Linked DNA regions of Mus musculus: all the other regions are linked to region 3. A link is a contact called in public HiChIP or PLAC-seq and promoter capture Hi-C data. All regions are on one chromosome and are shown on one strand. The core of a region is the stretch at or near the end of the contact, and the rest is flanking DNA. Distances in the headings are between cores, read along the strand shown.

Region 1 (4,121 bases), core at 931-3,430, 2.4 Mb before region 3:
CTGTAACCCCAACATTCAGGAGGCTGAGGCAGGAATTGTCTTAAGTCTGAGGCCGAGCCTGGGCTACAGTGTGAGAAAAATACAACAAAACAAAAAACCCCAAATGAGTTAGATGTGGGGGAGAGCATGCCTTTAATCTGGAGGCAAAAGCAGGTTCATATCTGAGCTCCAGGCCAGCTAGGGCTATCTAGTGAGATGTTGTCCGAACCTGCATGCATGAACACACACATGCACACACATACTAACATAAAATTGAGATACGATTCCCCAAGCGTGATATCTAGTATTGTTTTTAAGAATATTTAAGCCAAGCCTGGTGTCACTACTCATTAATCCCAGCTCTCAGGAGGCAGAGGTAGGTAGATGATCTCTGTGAGTTTAAGGCCAGCCTGGTCTACAGAATGAGTTGTAGGACATCCAGGACCACTATACAGTCAAACCCTGCCTCAGAAAATTAAAAAAAAAGTTATGTTTTTTGTATGGGTATTTGTTATTCTCATCCATGAAGGAGCTGAGAGAGGTTAAAAGGGTGTCCTTGGAAGTCCTGTGAGAAATTAATTAAGTAGTCTGGTCAGGAGCTTTTAGGAACCTCTCACTCTAGAGTACTGGCCTGAGAAGCGCATGCTACCATGCATGCTCTGTGAGTTGGTTTTGTTTGTTTGTTTGTTTTTCGAGACAGGGTTTCTCTGTGTAGCCCTGGCTTTCCTGGAACTCACTCTGTAGACCAGGCTGGCCTTGGACTCAGAAATCTGCCTGCCCCTGCCTCCTGAGTACTGGGATTAAAGGCGTGTGCCACCTCACCCGGCTTCTGTGCGTTTCAATATATTTAATAAGGCTGTTCATTCACTCGTCTAATTACGGAACAAACATGCTTATTGGCCCCAAAGAACGTCCCACCCCTTTCCTCCAGTCTCAAGGCACTCATCAACTTCCTGTCTTTGTGGACTTTTCTCTCCCTTTTTAATTTAATTTTTCTTTCCCTTTTTGAATATTTCCTGTGTAGTTCTTGGTATTTGGACGTCTAAACATTTTTTTCAAGGATTACTCCCCGGTGCTATGGTTGGAGTCTTTTCTCTCAATTTAATTTTGTCTTTAGCTCCTGCGCACAAGGATCTACAGTACCTGGAGACTGAAGCCTGAGATGGAGCTGCTTGGCGGGTGGGCGGGTGGTACAGCGTCTCCCCAGCACCTCCGCAGGGTGGTCTGCGCGGAGTGGTGGAGGGCACGGCGCTAAACTGCACCCACTCCAGGTGAGCTCAATCTCATGCATCACTTCTGAGCCTCTGCAGCATGCTCTGGCAGAGGTCCATGATATGACGCAGCAAGTATTTATTGACTCAGGTCGGCGGTACTCTCCAGGGTCAGAGAAGACTTGCGAAGTGGAAGCTCGCACAGCTGGCACCCAGAAACTGTAGGTCGCAGGGTTTTTTGTTTTGTTTTGTTTTTTTAATTTATTATCAGTGTAGAGCGCATGCTATGGCCAGGGTGTTGCGGCCAGAGGACAACTTTGTATAAGTTGGATTTGTGTACGTGGATTTCGGGAGAGGACTCAGCTGATTAGGCTTCCTTTATCCGCTAACCGACCCCCCACCTCCACAGGGTTTCTCGGTATATCCCTAGCTGTCCTGGAACTCACTCTGTAGACCAAGCTGGGCTCTGAACTCAGAGATCCACCTGCCTCTGCCACCCGAGTATTGGGATTAAAGTCTTTGCCACCACCACCCAGTGCTGAGCCCTCTCTTCTGCACCTACTAGTGTTTTTAATATTGTGACTGTTGATTGCAGAAGGCTAGGAGCGAAGAAACCTACTGACTCCAAGAAGGCCTCAACAGCCAGAGGACTTCAAGGGGGAACTCGGGAAAGCAGGGTGAATAGCCATAAGCTCTCCAGCCGTTGTGGGTAGGGGACAGCCTAAGCGGGCAGCTGCTCAAACCGCAGCCTGACTCGGGGCTCGAAACGCCGCAGCAGAGGGGGCGGAGCTTCCTCCACCTTCAAGCCTGGTCTGCAGCAGACCCAGCGGTGCAGAAGGCGGGGCCTCCGGAGGACTCCCCTCCCGTGAGACCCCGCCCACCAAGGCTCACGCTCACTGGGCGGAGCCTCTGAGGGCGCCCTTCCTTCAGGCCCCGCCTACTGCAGGATCTGCAATGAAGAGGGCGGAGCCTGTGAAGGCCTTCTCTTCATCCAGTCCCACCTACAGCCAACTTGGAAGCGCAGGGGCGGAGTCTGAGGGCGCCCCGCCCCACGCCGGAGGTGGGGGAGGAGGAGGAGCTGGCGCTGGGTCTGCAGTGCAGCGCGAATGCGCGAGCAGGCGGCCAAGGCCCTGAGGTGCGGCCTGCCCCAGAGCGCTGAGCAGCTGTCGCACCGCAGACGGGCCACGGCCGCCGCGGCATTCAGCCCCGTGCCGCACCATGAGGTCCGCGGGCCCCTCCTGAACTGCGGCTGCCGGCGCAAGGGGCCTCGGGGAACCGGGGCCATGCGCGGGCTGCGCTGACGATGCCGCTCGGCGCGCCTGCTCTCCTGGCGCTGGCCCTAGGCCTGGGCCTGTGGCTCGGAGCGCTGGCCGGAGACCCTGGGCGCGGCTGCGGGCCTTGCCCGCTCCCCTGCTTTTGCGGCCCTGCGCCCGACGCCGCCTGCCGCGTCAATTGCTCCGGCCGCTGGCTGCAGACGCTAGGGCCGAGTCTGCGCATCCCGGCTGACGCCACCGCGCTGTGAGTAGCTGCGCCGAGGCAGTGCAGGCGGGCAGGCGGTTGCCATGGCGGCGGGCGGCCTGGCTAGAGCATCATGACTGGGTCCGGCGGGAGCAGGGCTGAGGTAGATAGAGCCCTTCTGGAGCTTTGCCGGGCTGTCGGCCGCAGAGCGTGGGCGCGGTCCTGAGCTCGGGCCGCAAGACGCAGCGGGGCCTGGCCGCTCCTAGGGCGAGGCTCCAGCAGGGATGTCGGCCCGACTAAATAAGGAAAACCTTGGACCTCAGCCGGCGTGACCCAGAAGAGTAGCCAAAAATCCCAGTTCCTACGAAGACTGACGTTTTACGTTGCGGGGCTCCTCAAACAGGAGCTACAACAGTGCGTGGGGCGTGGTAGGAGGTTGCGGAATAAACGTTAATTAGAGACTAATTGAGGTGTATCCTGGGGTTGGAGATTTCTGTTGGGGCTCAGAGCTGGCCTCTAGGGGAAGAGTCTCGACAAGAATTTTATGGATGTGTAAGAATTGACTATGTTTAAGGGACAAAAGGTTGGTCCAGCGGCCTGGCCTGAGGTTGGCCACACATAGTGACTGCTGGAGAAGTGTTAGGGAGTAGAGGGTGTGATGGATGTGGGCCTCTAGTGGTACTTAGGGAGGGGAAATTGCCAGGAGGGGTTAAAACATTTGCCATTTCGGCAGTTTTGCCTTCTGAAAGTAACAGGCAAATCTCACTGAGAGATCAACATCTTGAACCAGGCTTAACTAGTCTCTTTTTATAGATTATCACACTTAATTCTTAGTCCAGTTCTCTGGCGTAGAGCCAGACCTCTGTTTTACAGGTGAGGAAAGAAGCTTGGAGATGCGATGTATTTTCAAGGTATCACAGCCTAGACATCATAGCTTAGGTTTGGACCTTTGCAGTGTTGGCAACCAGGGTTGGATCAAAAATGTTAAGAGGAGATTGCAGACTGCAGTAATTTGTCTCAGGATTAACTGATTCCAACCGGTTTTTTTTTTGTTTTGTTTTGTTTTGTTTTTGTTTTTTTCCCCCAAGACAGGGTTTCTCTGTATAGCCCTGGCTGTCCTGGAGCTCACTCTGTAATCCAGGCTGTCCTGGAACTCAGAAATCCGCCTGCCTTTGCCTCCCGAGTGCTGGGATTAAAGGTGTGCACCACCACTGCCCGGCTGATTCCAACCTCTTAGACTTCCTGGGCACTTCAGCCACAGTAGTTCTTGCTGCAATTCCCTCAGGAACTTGTTAAAGTAGAAATGGTCCCTTTCACTGGTTTTTATAATGGGCTTGGTGACTTCACCCTAGTATGGAGCTGAGATTTGGGTTCCTATGATTGTGTTCCTTGACCACTGTAGCATTTGTGGTGCAGCTGTCTCTGGAGATGGATCCCCTTTTGCTATCTAATAGGATCCACAGAATTGCATCT
Region 2 (4,252 bases), core at 1,418-3,917, 2.7 Mb after region 3:
CTAATGGAGGTGATGGTAAATGCTCTTGTGAACTCTGGAAAGGTTTTCCAGAGGGGAAAGTGCTAAACCCATTGTTTCAAGCGAGACCATAGGGATGCGTGGTAGGTACACACAGTATAACAAGAATTCTATTTTATTATGCTGAGGGTCATCACACAAGATTCACACTCTAAATTCCTAACTATGGTCCCAAGCTTATCTCCCCAGGGCTGCTCACCTGTTGGACATATCCTTGCTGAGGGTCAGTTCCAGTCTCTAACAGAAGTCTCTGATTCGATGGTCAGGATCCTGGGGGCGGGGGTGGGGGAGACTCTTCAGCTAAAGGGAAGATCATGCTCTCCAGATGTGCAGGACAGAGCATTACTTTCGGTCTCTGCTTGCATACTGTCCAGTAGATGTCATGGAGTTCTAGGACTGTATGGTTATCTTAAGTGAGTGATGTCACTGGGTTCTGCTTATCTGGGACAGCCTTGGGTGTAGAAGGGATCCTGACTAAGCTATTTTTACTTATCTAAAATGCATATTTTACTATCATCACTACATTCAAACTGGAGGGGTAAGTGGTCATTAGCATCATGAAGGGAAATGATGGTCCATTGAGAGAAAGCAGGGAGAGAAACCCTAGGGACAAGGTGTTTGAGAAAGACGGCACCAGGAGGGTGAGAAGTGATGGGCTAGTAGGACAAGGCTGAAGGGCTTTGAGGCCACCTAGAGAACATTGGTGTCATCCTAAGAGCAGTGGGAAGTCACTGGCAGGGTCGAGTCACTGATGGGTTGCCATAGGCTCACACATGATAATACAAACAAAGCTTCAAACAGAGGTGTTTGGAGACAGGCATCATAAGTTGGAGATTACTGCAAAAGCTTTAGGGGTGGGTAAGAGAGGGAGAAGGAGGGTTGGAAAGGGGGAGAGGGGAGGGGAGGGGGAGGATGAGGTATGATAGGGTAGGAGATGTTTACCTGACAAGTAGAAGGCAAACTTGAACTCAAGTCTCAAGTGCATTGTTGGCTTCAGGGAAATGAAGAAAAGGTAAACTCATCAGATCTCTGGACAAATAAACAGACTGAATCATATAGCGCCAGCCACCTGGGAAAGGGGCTGCAGAGATGGTTCAGGGGTTAAGAGCACTTACCGCTCTTCCAGACCTGGGTTCAGCACAGCACCCACAACTATCTGTAATTCAAGTTCCAGGGGATCCGATGCTGTCTTCTGGCTTACAAGGGTACTATATGCATGTGGCATACATACATACGTGCATGAAGGACACGCATACACATAAAATAAAAATAAAATCCTTTTTTTTTTTAAAAAAAGCAGCATTATGGGAGAACATATGTTGACATTTGAAGTCTCGGGGTTTAAGAGACAAACGCAGCTGAGAATGTCCAACAAAGTTATATTGGTCTGAAAATGGGAAGAGGAGTTAGAGTTACAGCCCATCTCAGTGCATATGGTCAAATGCCACAGATGCCATTATTTCTTTTAGTCTGAGGCATTGAGAATCAGATCTAGGATCTGGTGTGTACCGGACGAACAGTCTTGACACTGAGCTATGCCTAGTCCAATGTTAAATATGTCCTATGGAACAGGAACAGGTCTTTGACCTTGGCCAGTTTGTGTCTCTGACTGTATTCTTTTTTGTTGTTGTTGTTGTTTGTTTTGTTTTTCGAGACAGGGTTTCTCTGTGTAGCCCTGGCTGTCCTGGAACTCACTTTGTAGACCAGGCTGGCCTCGAACTCAGAAATAGGCCTGCCTCTGCCTCCCGAGTGCTGGGATTAAAGGCGTGTGCCACCACGCCCGGCTCCTCTGACTGTATTCTTAAATCTATATAATGACGATACTGTAGTAAGCTACCAAACTAGTTACGCCATGTTGTGAAACACTTTCTAGGATTTTTTTTTCCCACTTTCCAAGTCAGGGTCTTACAATATATCCCTGGCTGTCCTGGAAGTAGCTATGTAGACTAGGCTGGCTTCGAACTCACAGAGATATGCCTGTCTCTGCTTTCTGAGTGCTGGCATTAAAGGTGTTCGACACTACCACCTAGCTCCTAAGAATACTTTCATTGCTAAAACTATTTTGGGCAAAAATTCGTCTCCGGTCACTTCGACCAGTCATTAAATCTTATGCTAAACTGGTCTCTTGATCAGCCATAAATTTCTATACCATGTGATTGTGATTCTGACCTAAAGGTTAACTGCCTGACCATTTAATTGTTATCACTCTGCTTCTGAAAAGAAAAAAAAAGCAATGTTTGCTTGTTGCACATGTTTGGAGCTGCCTTTCTGTATACATCACAGTTGCAGTCCTTGTCTTTAAAATGTCGAACAAACTGGAGGTCCGAGGGTGCTTCCCGCTCCTCTGCCTGAGACAGCCCCACCGGTGGTAATAAATAATAAAGACTCCACATGATTTATTAAGACATCTTGGGAGTTTTCCTTCTTCAGGTAATCCATAACAAGATGAATAAACTGAGGTGAAGTATTGATTTCCCTTCTTTAGGGCGAGAGTAGACAAGGGTTATTTTCCTAGTGGCTTTTCTCTGCCCCCCCATTCTTTCGCGGTCCCCCTTCCGCGCAGGCGCCTCGGGTCCTGCGCGCTGTGCGACCTGGGCAGTTCCCCAGGGCCAAGCCTGAGCCCAGCGGGGGCGGGGCTGGCGGGCTCGTGACGTTATCAAGCGGCGCCGCCCGCGGGGCGGGTTCCGAGCGCGACCGCGCAGCTAGCCGGCCCTGCGAGGAAAACGAAAGTGAGGGAGGAGGAGGTTGCAGGGCCAGCCTGGGCGGCGACAGTGGCGGCCTGGTCCCTCGTCTCCGCTCGCCGGCTACTCGCCCCATCCCCTCAGCGTGAGTGCAGGCGCGCGGCCCCGGGGGTGCGAGCGGGCGGGCGCACGGGCACAGCATCCTTCCCCTGCGGCGGCCGCTTTGCCCGCTTTCGGGTAGCCTCTCTCTGCTCCTGCCCCCTGTCTTGTCCCCAGCAACCTCTCGGAGCCGAGGTTGCCGCTGCTGCTGGTCGCCGCGCACACAGTATCACACCTGACGTTTCCAAAGGAGAAGCTCCGTCGGGGAGATGGCGTTCCCTTCTTTCCCCTCTGCATACGGGGGTTAGCAGCGCTTAGAAGTGCCTGGTCACAGCGCGTCTGCCATTGTAGGTCACTCGATAGCCCTTTGGCCTTCCCCTGGCCGAGGAAATGAGAGGATTGGCTTGGATTCCCTGCGAGGCCCCAGTCGAAGGTGCTGTGGTGGAGGGGGACGTTCGTATCTGCCGCCTTGCCCTTCTACAAAGCTGTTTCCTGTTCTCTCACTTGCCCCATCGCAGACCACACTGAGTTCCCAGTGGCACCCCCCACCCCCGCTTCACCCACACCCACCGGGACGACTTAAGAGTTAAATGAGACCCATTTTATGTGCTGTGAAGCCTCAGCGATGAGCTTTCCAGTAGGCTCACCTATCTGTGATGTCAAGTAAAAATGTGGCTCCTCGGGCCTGGCTTTCTGTTGGCTCAGTCGCCTGGCTTTCCTGCTTTCCTCTAATAGGCACTGCTACTGTCACTTAGGAAATTGCCACCTGAGATTGGGATGATCGTACATTGGGTCCACAGGTTCATCCTCGGGCTGGAAATACGGAAACCTTTTGCTAGGTTTCAAGGGGAGGGATTGCTATATCCCTTCAAATTCCATTACTTTCTTACCTCGACTGCTGATGCTCATTCTCCCTCCACCCCAGCAAATATTTTGAAATAAGTTGAACTGGCTCTGATTTTCATAGACAATATTGAGTATCAGTTCATAGTCAAAACAACACATGGTCTTAAAACTATATGTCTGACTCAAACGCCAGAGAAGTCTGTTCTTGTATCCCAGCGTCCCTGTTCCCCAAAGATACCAGTGTACCTCCAACTTTTAAGTCTTTTCTCTTTTCTGAGTTCTTTGAATACACTACTTTTCCTGAAGATTTTGTAATTTTTTTTTGACTTTTTGAGACAGGGTTTCTCTGTGTAGCCCTGGCTGTCCTGGAACTCTGTAGACCAGGCTGGCCTCCAACTCAGAAATTCGCCTGCCTCTGCCTCCCAAGTGCTGGAATTAGAGGTGTGCACAACCACGCCCGGCCTGTAATTCTTTTTTTTTTTTTTAAAGATTTTTTTCGACTGTTTTAAATAGGCATGTGGGTACCTGCATAGGCCAGAGGTGTCTGTTTCCCTGGAGCTAGAGTTCTAGGCAGTTGCGAGTTGTCTGGTGTGGGTGCTGGGAATTGA
Region 3 (3,818 bases), core at 555-3,054:
CTTACCTGCAGTAGCCACGTGACGCGAAAACAGTGTGCACCACGTGACAGGAGCAGCCCTGCCTTCCCGGAGTCTCCAGACCTGGCCAATCCCGGCCCTCAAGTGGCCCGGTAGCCCCGCCCTCTTAAGTGGGCGTGGCGTCGAGCCCTCCGACCAATCGGCAGCTTTATCTGAGGTCGTGCGCCCCAGCGGCCCGCCCATTTCCGTGAATCCTCAACCGGTTGCTGGCAGGGGAACGCCGCTGCGGCGACCCGCCGTCACGTGATGAGGCCTGTCCTTTCAGGCGGCGCCGCCTCAGGAGCAGCGAGCGGAGGCCAATTGCTGGCCGGCCTCGCGGTCCACGTGACGTGAGACCTGGCGACCCGCGCTGTCGCTGCGTCAGGCTGGGGCCGGGGAGTTGTCCTGAGCTCCGGAGTGTGCCTAGTAACAGCCCCCCTCCCTCCCCGCGCTGACAGGCAGCCTTGGGTGGGGACAGTTCCCCCCACCCCCCGCCACCGCCCTTGCGTTAGCACCGAGCTGAGAAGCCAGCTGTCCCTGGGTAGGGGGCAGTGATCAGGCAGGCTCAGACCTGGCACTGCCGTGGCTGGGAGAGGAAAGACACCTTTTCAAAGCACTGGGTGACACCTGTAAATGGGCTAGTGGGTGATGGAAGATACCCAGAGCCCAAAGCTTCGGACAGAGGCTGACAAATGAGTGGAGAGGAGAAATGAGAGTTGCAAGTTAGAGTTCAGAGTGTGACCCTGTTCTTTCCCCCTTGCTGACTCTTCTCCCCAGGACTGGCCCACCTCTCGGTCTTGGGTCTCCTTACCTTCATCCATTCCCCCAAGGAACCAGGACCTGCCCTACATAACCTCCCTGGAGCCTAAACACATCCAGTGACCCAAAAATGGAGAGGGGACCAGTGAGAGGACAGAGAAGAGGGTGGAGACAGCAGGAAAAAGGGCCCTGCCGCCCAAATATTAGCCCTCCCTCCAAGGTCTGGGGTCCTTGGCATGGGTGGCTCCTGTTAGGCTTCTGCATTTTCTTGAGTTGGGGGGGGGGTTCTCAGAGATCCTTGTGTGTGTAGGTGAGGGGTTGGGGGTCCAATATTTGGGTCCTGTGGGGGTGGGGGTCCAATATTTGGGCCCTTCCTAGGGTCTGGGTTACCTGGGGAGTTGTTTCAGGAAATTGAACCTCGCAATCGGTCACTAACTCACATCTTTCAGATGTAATGTATTTTAGATCTCTATGTGGTCATCTTCATCTTTGGGTCAGCCGAATGTCTCCTCCTTCATCCCCAAGTTTGCAGTTTCTTTGAGATACGAATGTGGGGTTTCTTACCTCTAGCTAGATTCTAAAATTTAATTCTGGCCTGGGGCACTTTCTAATATTGGCTTCATCTTTTTCTTTGGGTCTAGGTCTCTGTTTTGGGTCTCCCAAACTACAAGTCCAGGGTTCGAATAAGATTAACATGGGTCTGGAGAACCTTGCTGACACTAGAGTCTCATATTCTGGTCCCTGACTCCTTTCTTTAATTTAGGGGGTGGGGTCTGAGCTCAGAGGTCTCTTTCCTTCTAGATTTGGATCTGTGAGACCCAATTTGTTGAGTATGGAGGTGGGGGGGGGGTGAGGTGGTGAGTATCTTTCTCTGGGTCTGGGGTCTGTCTGAGGGTCTTGGGTCAGCTTCTACGGGACTTCCCTGGTGTGTATGAGTCAGGGGTCCCTCGTTCTCTCCTTTTCCGGGTCTCCCTGGGTAGGGGTGGGGGCTGCAGTCTCTCCCTCCTCCTCCTGCTCTCTCTTCTCTAGCTCGCTTCCCCCGCCCCCCCTCTCTCTGCTGCCGCTGCTGCCGTTGGCTCTTATTCTCCTCCTCCTCCTCCTCTCTCCTCCTCTCTGCTCCTCTCCGCTCCTCTCTCCTCCTCTCTCCTCCTCCTCCTCCTCCTCCACCTCCTCCTTCTCCCCCTTTCTCTCCCCCTCTTTCTCTCTTCTTTTTCTCCCCCCGTCCCCCCGCCCCCTCCCCCTCAGGCCTGATGAGCAGGTCTCGAGCCTCCATCCATCGGGGGAGCATCCCCGCGATGTCCTATGCCCCCTTCAGAGGTACGGTGGTGGTAAGGGGAGGGGAGGGCCAAATGGGGGGGCAAGAGGGGGAGGGGCAGCGGGCGGGGGAGGGCCGGGGCCACCGAGGGGAAGGAGCGGCTGAAATGGAGGGAGAGGGGAGGGTCGGGAAGGCAGAGGTGGGAACAGTGGGAAAGGAGGGATTAGAGGCATAGGGGTAGGATAGAGGGGCTGGGACACGGGCCTTTTCAAGGGGGCTGAGGGGAAGATGATGGAGGGGAAAGCGCGTCAGAAAGGGATGAGAAGGGAGGACTGAGTTTGGGGAAAGGCTGCAGAAATGGTTTGGATTTGGGAGCAGAGTGAGGAAGAAATTACCAAGGAAGTAGAGGCATGGTCTTGGGAGAGGGTAGGGGGGAAATGAAAACACAGGCGGCATGAGAGACCAAGAAGGTGGGAAGGGAATTTGGTGAGGGGCTCAGGGTGGTAGGACTTAGGAAAAGAGAGGAGGATGGAGGGAGGGAAGGGGCCAGATGGAGAAAGAAGGTGGCAGTGGGGGGGTGTGGGGGGTCCAGATGGAGGGAAGAGAGGAGAGAGAAAAAGGATTGGGGGAGGGGACACCAGAGAAGGGGGAGGATCAAGTGGTTTTTTTTTTTTTGGTTTGGGGGGGGGGATGCAAGTAAGATTGAGGGGTGGGGACAAGGGCCAGATAAAAATCCTGAGGGTAACTGGCCCTCATTAGGACTCTGGAGAAGTGAGATGCAATCCCTGAGTCTCATTTGCTTTCTTAATCGCTTTGACCCCTTCCCCCACCCCACCTCTTCTTTCCAGTCCCCCTCCCTGCCTCTGCTGTCCATCACTTATATCTTTCCCCCCATATGGTGTCCGTTTCTTATATGAGTCCCCCTTCTGTTCTTCCCCTGTATTGGTCCCTATCTCATATCTCTTCTCTTTCCCTCCCTCTCTTCTAATAACTACCTTAATACACCACTGCTGCTCCTGGGCCCCGTGTCTCAGATCCCCTGACAGGTCTCTCTCACTCCCTCTGCCCCATGTTGGCTGAAACCTTCTGGTCCATTCCCTTGCCCTAGGCAAGCAACCACCATCTTTACCATCTTCCTTTTCTCTTAGGTTCACGCTGTTACTTGTCCCTCAGCTCACCCTCTGTTTCCTATCCCACTTCCCATCTTGTCACATGGTCTGTGCTTATTTCCTCTTATTCCCCAACCTGGTGATTCCTCTCTTCTTGTCCCCTCTGCTTCCTGGGGTGATAGAGATTGGGGGGGGGGGTTACCAAAACACAGGTTTTGATCGTTGGAACAGGGCTCTAAGGAATTCCCCCATCTTGGACCCTTGTGGAACTTCTCATTCCAGTAAAAATTTCCCATTTCCCTGTCCTCTGCCATGTTCCATTGCTTCCTAGGGTCATTAGTATTCTTAACTATAGAATCTCTCTGTGTGTGTGTGTGTGTGTGTGTGTGTGTGTGTGTGTGTGTTGTACCTAAGCTAAGATTCCCTGTGTCCCTTTCCTGTTCCCAGTAGAACAGTGTCCCTTGAGGTCTATCCTGCTTGCCCAGCTGCAGCCTAGAGCAGCTCCTCTGTTGTGTTTTGGTTATATGTATTAACAGATTTTTCCCCTGGATACACCATGCGTTGAGATGTACTAGGCCTCAAGTGTTTGTGATCTAAGTTATGGAAGGTTGTTGTTGCTATTGTTGTGCTGGGGCTTTGAATCCTAGTGGGGTTTTTTTTGTTGTTGTTGGTTTTTGAGTTTTTTGTTGTCATTATTG
Region 4 (3,958 bases), core at 174-2,673, 2.4 Mb after region 3:
GGGAGTGAAAGAGAGGAGACTTGTTAGCTCTAACCCATAGGGGCTCTCCAACCCGGGCCACTAGAGAAATATCAACATCATTAAGACAAAAGCATCCAAAGAGGTGTTGGGGACCACAGGACCCCTTCCTGCATATCCTCACAGTCTGTGGGGTTTTTTGTTTTGTTTGCCCTATTTTTCTTTTTTTTTTTTTTTCCGGACAGGGTTTCTCTGTGTAGCCCCAGCTGTCTTAAAAGTTACTCTGGAGCTGGGCGTGGTGGCGCTCGCCTTTAATCCCAGCACTTGGGAGGCAGAGACAGGTGGATTTCTGAGTTCGAGGCCAGCCTGGTCTACAAAGTGAGTTCCAGAGCAGTCAGGGCTACAGAGAAACCCTGTCTTGAAAAAAAAAAAAAAAGTTACTCTGTAGACCAAGTGGGCATCAAACTCAGAGATCTGCCTGCCTCTGCCTCCCGAGTGCTGGGACTAAAGGTGTGTGCCACCACCAGTTCAGCTTTAGATGTTTTTTTTAGGGTAGGAGTACAAGAGATACAGTGTGTGTGGGTTGGAGCCCAGAGGCAACCTGAAAGAGTCTGCATTTTGGGTGGAGAATTGGTTCAGAGGTTAAGAGAACTTAGAAAGGACCTAGGTCCCATTCCCACAACACCCTCTTCTGACCATTGTGGGTACCAGGCACGAATGTGGTATAATAGACTCACACAGGCCAAACACTCATACACATAAAAAATAAAAGTAAATAAAAAGAAAGGAAAAGTCTATTTTTTTTCCACCATGTGGGGCTCCAGGGTTAGACTCAAGCTGCCAGGCTTGGCTACAAGTACTCTTACCCCTGAACCATCTCAAAGCCCACCCCATCCGACCCCATTTTTTTTTTTGAGACAGGTCTCACGTAGCCGAATCTGGTCTTATACTCATTACGTTGTCAAGGAAGAACTTGGACTTCTCCTCTCAAGTGGGTGCCATGGGCATGTGCCATGATACCCAGTTCTACAGTGCTGAGGATAAAGCCCTGGGCTTCCCGCATGCCAAGCAAGCATTCTCTATCAGCTGAGCTACATCCCCAACCCTGTGGTCCATTTTAATTTAAAAGCTGTTTTTCCATCAGCAGTGCACAGCGCCAGATGCAAGGAAGATGCTGAGAATGGTACTAAGTAAAACATCCCTGAGCCGTCCCCTTTCCCCCCATGCAGAGAATTGGATATCCAGGAAGCTGCTCATCCCAGGATCCGGCTCCAGAAACGTCCTGTGACCACTGTTGCCACAGCCCGTGCCTTCTCTAACAGGACTGGGTAGAAGTATCTGAGAGGTAAAGGTCAGATGCCAAGAGGGCCGGGCAGTACTTCACAGGCTCCTCCCACAGCAAGGAGAGTTTGACAGGCTCCTCCCACAGTAGGGAGTGCTGGCCTCTCTTCCAAGCTACTGGGACCACTTCCTCTTTTTTCACTCTGAAGATAGGAACTGCCCCAAGGCAGTCAGAAGCGATGGGCAGATTCCAGGCTGTGGTAGACCTGCTTCACCCGCTGGCCAGGGAGTGCTGAGGGCACCAGCCTATTGCCTCCCTCCCTGCTTCTGGGGTAACTGAGGACCACCTTGCAGGCTAGCAGGATGGAGCGAGCCTGTGAGAAGCAGGACTCAGTGTGCAACCTGGTGGCTGTGTTTGAGAACAACAGGTACAGATGGTGGGGGAGGGGTCGAGCCCTTCTATCTGATCTGGTACTTTGGGGCAGCACCTGGGGTCCCTCCATCCTGGGTGCCTGGCAGTACAGGCAACCACTGCTCTTGTGGTAGTAAGCTGGACAGGGTGAGCATGGGAGATCTCCAATCCATGCACACACACATCCCACTCACACCAGGACACAAATGGGAACAGGAAGGCGGGACACAGATGGAATGTGGCTGACTGGGACAAAGCAGAGCCATGCTCACCAGGCCTCTCTCCTAAGTTCCTTTCTATACCTCAGGGCTTACTCTGATGGCCCTAGGGTGTGACTTGTTTGGTTCCCATCATAGGGAGAACAGAAGAGGGGACACAGGAACTAGCTTCTTTGAATTTTGGGGCTGTGCTGGCACTTGTGTCTGAAGGGAAAAGACAAAGCCAGGAGTGGGAGGGGTCCTGAGTGGCCTTGGAGGGGCGTGAGTGTGAGACATGAAACCGCTTTGCAGGCCTGTGGTTTGGGAGTGCCTTTGGTCCTCTGGAAGCAGATAGAGGTTGGCCTCAGGAGGCTTAGGGGGAAGCTGTGGGGACCTGAGAGACGAGGGGAGGAGGGGCAGGTGGAGGGAGGGGCTGAGCCCTGGATTGTTGTAGAGGGTTCCAGAACCCGGGTACACCACAGTGAGTCCCCATGCCTTCAGCAGCTAGATGCTGGGTAAAGCAGCACTCTTACATGAAGATAAGGAGTCTGCCACCAGAGTCCCCAGCCCTCGGGAGCCACAAGAACAAAGCTTAGTGCCTAGAGTTCTGTGGAGGATGCAGGGGTAGATTTCTACTTGTGATACAAAGTTCCGTCCTTCTGAGACACCAGGCCACAGGCTTTAGATGCCCTGGGAAGGCCTCCACGCTGTGTTGTGGGCCTGCAGGCCATGCACAGGAGGTGCCTGGGGCCTCCACGTGGAAGCCCACATTCACCCCTGCAGAAGTTTCACTTCCTGGGTGAGCAGCCTGACTCTGCCTCTCCAGGAGCTTGGCTGAGTGCATCCTATTCAGCACCTGGGACAGCTCATTCCCACCGCCCTCTTGGCCCACCACACTCATGCTGGAGGGGGCGTAGGCTCATGTAGATGCCAGCCCTTGGGCTACTGAGTGGTGTCTGGCTGCACCTTGCAGGTAGAGTAGCCATACAGAGGAGTGGGTCACTAGAAGCGTGGTCAGGAGTGTGAGAGTCAGGCTCTGAGCAAGGGGACCATGCAGGCGTCTCTCTGTGGAGCCCTTGGTGCCTAGCTGATCTGAAACTGAGGGCTAGAGAGGAAACAGGCACAGGCCTGAGTGCTTAGAAATGCAGAAGCTGAAACCAAATGTACAGGAGAAAAACCTGAGACTCAGCACCCTCTCACCCAACCCCCTCTCCCTGGCTGCAGGCCCTGAGGCCAAGGAACTCCATTTTCTATGTCTGGAATGGGCCACCTCGGTCCTTCTTCCTACACCAGGCCCTGTGACCAGGACAATCACCTCAGCTCTCTGGGTCTCTCTGTCCTTGACATCAAGAGGAAAGACAGCTTAGCATGGAGGTTTGGATGTCAGCTGCCCCTACCTGCCCCACTTTCAGGTTCCCATCCTTTCTGCCTCAGTCTCCACATCTGCAGCATGGACGCAGGGACATTCTTTCTCATCGGGTTTGGAGGCTCGGTACCTGTCTGGCCTCCGTTTCCCTGTCTGTCTTTCTCGAGGGGATGCCTACCCAGCGCTGTCACCCTGGCTATCTCCCTGCACATGCCTGGCTCTGGCAGTGTGGGTTTCTCTGGCCTACAAAGGACTGGTAAATGCTGCACAGCAAAACTGTCCTGTGAGGGCTGAACCTGGGGAACAGGGACCCTGCTCTGCAGGATGGCTTTGTCCCCTGGTAATTGTGTGAAGGCCATAGGCATCCCTGAAAAGGCCCAGTTTCAGCATCTGAGTCCCTGCTCTGAATTACTCTCTGGCGCCCACCTTCCCTTGATGTATCGGGAGAGATACAGAGATGAAAGCAAGGGGGAAGAACATAGGTGGGCGTGATCCTGAGGGAGCCCCTGAAAGATCTGTGTGCCAAAGGAGGGGTTCTCTCTAGATGTGTTTGCATTTGAAACAGGGAAGTATGTAGTTCCCCAGAGAATAAAATAGGCCATAATGACTCATTTAGGGACTGATGGAGTTCCCTCCCAGAGGACACTCAGAAGGATGCTGGTGGCACCTGGGACGTGGCTCTGTTGGTAGAGCACTTGCTTATCGTGCACAAAACCCTGCCGCCCCCCGCACCCCCCTGGCCAC
Region 5 (3,936 bases), core at 1,374-3,873, 2.0 Mb before region 3:
ATGCCACAGCATCAGCAAATGTCCAGAGAACCCACTGGAGTTTCTTGAGATAACCTGAAGGGTGCTTCTACCACATCCTTAGGGCTAAGAAAGATAACGGCAATAATAACGACAATACTCTGTCTTTCAAAAAACATCTTTTTTCCTTGATCTAAGTGCTTGTCTACTGCAAGGAAAAAGGCTAGTACAGTTAGCTGCCTTTCTAGTCCTTTTCTCTTCCAGAGGAAAATGACCAAGGGATACAAACCACTTTACATTAGAACAGTACCAATCAGTAACAACTCGACAGATTATGAGGCCCAAGTCTGAGTTGAAACATTAGGGGCACTGCCCTCGCTTCTAAATCCACCTTGCCACAGTTCTCTTTCTAGGTAACCAGTGGTCAACAGTGATACTTGTAGTGAACCTGATTCACTACTTTTGGTAACTCACTCATTTTATAAAACAGCTACAACTGAAGGTCTGAGAGAAAGAGGGAGAGGCTGGGTAAGGTGTGTGGTCCCCGGGGGCAGGATAGCCAGGCTGGTTTCTTCTGTCAACACTACAGCTGAGCCCCTCCTCTCAGGTTCTGAGTCCCAGAGAGGGAACCACCTGGTATCAAAACATACTGGTATCAGGAAAGAAGGAAAGGGCTGCGATGTTGTCTCTGTTTAAAAATTTTAAAAACCTAGGATTCTGTCTTCCCAGAAAGCTGCTGACAGCTCAGATTACCCATATCTGACTAAGCTTAAACAAGCAAAGTGCCCGGGACAGCAATTCTGCAGCACAACTCTGCATGCAGTGATGCATCGCTCCGGGCTATTACACCATCTCATCACCCATCCCTGTTTAGAAAAGGAAACTGTAGTCTTTTTACAGAACTGAAGATAAGCATGCAGGTCTTTCCACAGGAGCTAGGATGCTGTTTACAGTGTTTAGTCCCCCTTCAGCTTTACCCTCACTGGAGGTCCCTCCAAGGGCATAAATGGGCATTTAACCCCGGCTTCCACCGGGCCAGTTTGGCATCTATTTACTCATTGCATTGCTCAGCTTCCTTTCAAGAGCTGGGTCTTCTGCACAACCTAAGCCCCACGTACACTCACTGCTCCGTCCAGCTTGTTATTAAGCTGGAAGGCAGAGGCATCCTCCCCGGGGGACAGTGTCAACACTCAAGCAGAAACCATTTTACAAGGATGTAACTTTGCCTTACCACAGTACACCTTCATTTTCTTCTTTTTCTCCACATTAGTGATCTTGACTATGTAAGTATGGAGGCAAGGGGAAGAAATAATACCCAAGTCCTTTGCCAATGTATCAAAAGTCCCCAGAGAGTCAGGGCTATGGAGAGTGGTATCAGGCACAAGACAACTCCAGGGCAGGTCTAGAAGGACCAAACACTGCAGACTTCTAGGGTACTGCCCCACTAGGCAGCAATATGAACCCAGAAGGTAAGGCTTAAGCTGTTGCCAAGGTCTACCCTGTTACTTGGCCTGTCCTTTTGTCTGTGGTCAGTGTGTGACCTTGATCTAGCCCAGACAGTTTCTGGAGCCAGTTCCCTGTTTCTGAGGTCACCCAAGCCCTCCTCACATCCTTTGAGGCTTTTGAATCCCCCCATATGTAGAGAACTTGATTAAGCCAGTTATGTGGTGCCCATGCATTCACAGCAAAATCTTGACAATCAAAAGGCAAACCATGGAAAGTATGAATGATTCAAGATAAGCAAAGCTTTTATCCTAGCTGTGATGCAGGGCCACTAACTTAATAAGAAGCCAAAATATCAAGATCGACTCTTAATTTCAATAGTAGTCTCTAAGACTGTGTCAAGTCAACTTCACTTAAATGGAATTTAACCTCATATAAGAAGGCACTTCCCATCATAAACCGAAGAGCATTTATTTCTAGAATTGTAGAATTCTGGGCTTTGTGATTCTAGGGCAACTTGCTCCAAAGACGGGAAGGAATAAAACCCAGAGCCAGCAGGCGGCAGCCAAGGTCAGAGGACAGCAGGAATGGGGGCCCATGTCTCCCGGACTCTGCACAGGCTGTGCTCTAGGTCCCAATTGGATGGAGAAAGTGGCACTCCCAGCAGCATCGGCATCAGCATCAGCATCAGCAGCATACTGCCGGCTGAGCCGAGCTGGCTGCTCCACGCTACCCACACCGTCCCTCACCGTCCCTCTCCGCGGCGGCCGGGGCCCACGCACCTCCTCGGCCTGTTTGCGCAGCGCCTTCTCGCGCTCGTATTGCGTGAGCAGCTGCTCGTTGTCCTCGCGTAGGAGCTCCAGCTCCACCTCGTGCTCCTGGTTCTCGCTCAGCACCGAGTCAAGGTTCTCCAGCACGTTCACCACCAGCGGCATGAGCTCCTTGACCACCTCCTCGTCATAGCAGTGAATGAGGCGCTCGAACTCGCGGTAGATGGAGCCCGCCAGGCCCGACACACGCTCCGACATGACCGAGCCCGAGCAGTAGTCGTCTTGGTACACCACCACTCCTCCTCCCTCGTCCATCTGGATCTCCATCATCGCGGCTACCGCCGCCGCCGCCAGCGCGGCTCGTTCCGGGGCCCGAATCCACGGGCCGCTGTCACCTCAGGCAGCCGCTACCTTAGGACGTGCCGCCGCCCAGGCCGCGCCCGTCACTCCCTTGCCGGAAGTCCCGCCTGGCTGCGGGGGTGGAGCCCCATCCAGTTCCGCCCCGAGCGCCTTGACGCTAAAGGAACGTTTCCGGCTGCGTTGCTGGTGGCTCTTGAGGACGTAGCTCAGTCTGATTGGAGTGACCTGGATGCTTCTCTATCTCTGTCCTGTTTGTCTTCAGACCTTTGTCATACATACTCTGGCCACCCTCAACGTTCACGCGACATGTGTCGCTTGCCCTGTTTCTGGTTGTTTCCCGCTCTGCTGGTTGCTTAGTTCCATGCAGTGCTTCATTTTGCACAGGACACCAGGTTCTAAAATCCTTATGTGTGGCGGTACTTTTGAGACAGAAATATAAAGCGAGTCGATCTATATGTGTTCATTTGCTGGGGACACCATGAACCTGACTTTGAACTACTTGCTTTTTTTTCCTCTTTCTTTTTTTTTTTTTTTAAATTTATTTAATGTATTCACCGTTGCTCTCTTCAGACACACCAGAAGAGGGCATCAGAACCCATTGTAGATGGTTGTGACCCAACATGTGGTTGCTGGGAATTGAACCTAGGTCTTCTGGAACAACCAGTGCTCTTAACCACTGAGCCATCTTTCCTGCCCTTGAACTACTTTCTTGCTTACGTGGTTTTCCCGGTCCCCAAAGCCTTCCAAGGCAGCTCAGATTCACATCCTCTTAAAAAAAAAAGTTACTTGTTATTTTATGTGTATGTGTTTGGTTGTATGTAGACTTGTGCATCACACACATTCCTGGTGTCTGTGAAGGCCAGAAGAGGGCATCTGAATTGGAGTTAAGAAGGTCAGTTGTGAGCAGCCATATGGATGGCCAGAACTGAACAGAGGTCCTCCCCTCTAAGAGCAAGTACTCTCAACTGCAAGCCACCAGATCTTACTCTTAACCAACACAGTCCTTCTTGTAGCTGAAGTCCAGAGCACTTAAAACATTCCTCACAATTTCATATGCAAAGTCTTACTGTGTAGCACTGGCTGACCTGGAACTTGGTATGCCTGGCTTCTGCCATTCAGTATACACCATTACCTGGGGCTATACTTCCCTCATCTTTCCAAACACATAGATAAATACCTACTCTAAGAGATTGTTTTGTAACATGCCTCAGACCTTAGCACAACTCACTCCATGATGGAAGTCCAATTCAGGCTGTAAAACTCGGCATGTAGATAGCACCACCTGCCAAAAGAATGAAAACAGACCCAATCCCTCAGTGTGGATAGTTCTGAGAAAGTCTCTAAATTCCTAACTTTGCTTTTTGGCTTCTGTAGTTCTGCCTCTGACTAACTGTTCTTGTTAACT

Evidence for each region. Promoter capture Hi-C pulls out the DNA fragments that hold promoters and counts their contacts. HiChIP or PLAC-seq counts read pairs in DNA pulled down with a chosen protein or histone mark.
Region 1: an H3K4me3 HiChIP or PLAC-seq map of embryonic stem cells shows a contact between it and region 3, with 7 times the contacts expected there. The contact joins the promoter of Pkd1 here to the promoter of Syngap1 in region 3. A contact is called at or near these places in 1 of 39 promoter capture datasets (embryonic stem cells) and 1 of 115 datasets of contacts at active chromatin or transcription factors (embryonic stem cells).
Region 2: a contact with region 3 is called in a promoter capture Hi-C map of liver, with 3 times the contacts expected there. The contact joins the promoter of Cmtr1 here to the promoter of Syngap1 in region 3. A contact is called at or near these places in 2 of 39 promoter capture datasets (hippocampal neurons and liver).
Region 4: a promoter capture Hi-C map of pre-B cells shows a contact between it and region 3, with 2.5 times the contacts expected there. The contact joins the promoter of Fgd2 here to the promoter of Syngap1 in region 3. A contact is called at or near these places in 2 of 39 promoter capture datasets (liver and pre-B cells).
Region 5: a promoter capture Hi-C map of the 3T3-L1 cell line shows a contact between it and region 3, with 4 times the contacts expected there. The contact joins the promoter of Mapk8ip3 here to the promoter of Syngap1 in region 3. A contact is called at or near these places in 3 of 39 promoter capture datasets (the 3T3-L1 cell line and liver).

What each region holds. Positions count from the first base shown.
Region 1 is chr17:24,547,770-24,551,890 of GRCm38.p6, forward strand. Pkd1 (polycystin 1, transient receptor poteintial channel interacting) reads left to right here and starts at 2,181. Exons shown (of 46, transcript NM_013630.2): 1 at 2,181-2,708. The coding sequence starts at 2,494. LOC115488769 (a long non-coding RNA gene) reads left to right here and starts at 2,715. Exons shown (of 2, transcript XR_003952238.1): 1 at 2,715-4,121.
Region 2 is chr17:29,657,928-29,662,179 of GRCm38.p6, forward strand. It overlaps Cmtr1 (cap methyltransferase 1), which reads left to right and starts at 2,668. Exons shown (of 24, transcript NM_028791.6): 1 at 2,668-2,844. All of the region lies in intron 7 of Gm28043 (predicted gene, 28043), which reads left to right. It overlaps Gm20161 (predicted gene, 20161), which reads right to left and starts at 402. Exons shown (of 2, transcript NR_167666.2): 1 at 218-402.
Region 3 is chr17:26,939,446-26,943,263 of GRCm38.p6, forward strand. Syngap1 (synaptic Ras GTPase activating protein 1 homolog (rat)) reads left to right here and starts at 1,805. Exons shown (of 19, transcript NM_001281491.2): 1 at 1,805-2,073. The coding sequence starts at 2,007. It overlaps Cuta (cutA divalent cation tolerance homolog), which reads right to left and starts at 93. Exons shown (of 7, transcript NM_026307.3): 1 at 6-93.
Region 4 is chr17:29,359,491-29,363,448 of GRCm38.p6, forward strand. It overlaps Fgd2 (FYVE, RhoGEF and PH domain containing 2), which reads left to right and starts at 1,424. Exons shown (of 16, transcript NM_013710.4): 1 at 1,424-1,667. The coding sequence starts at 1,603.
Region 5 is chr17:24,934,354-24,938,289 of GRCm38.p6, forward strand. It overlaps Mapk8ip3 (mitogen-activated protein kinase 8 interacting protein 3), which reads right to left and starts at 2,624. Exons shown (of 33, transcript NM_001163449.1): 1 at 2,184-2,624. The coding sequence starts at 2,501.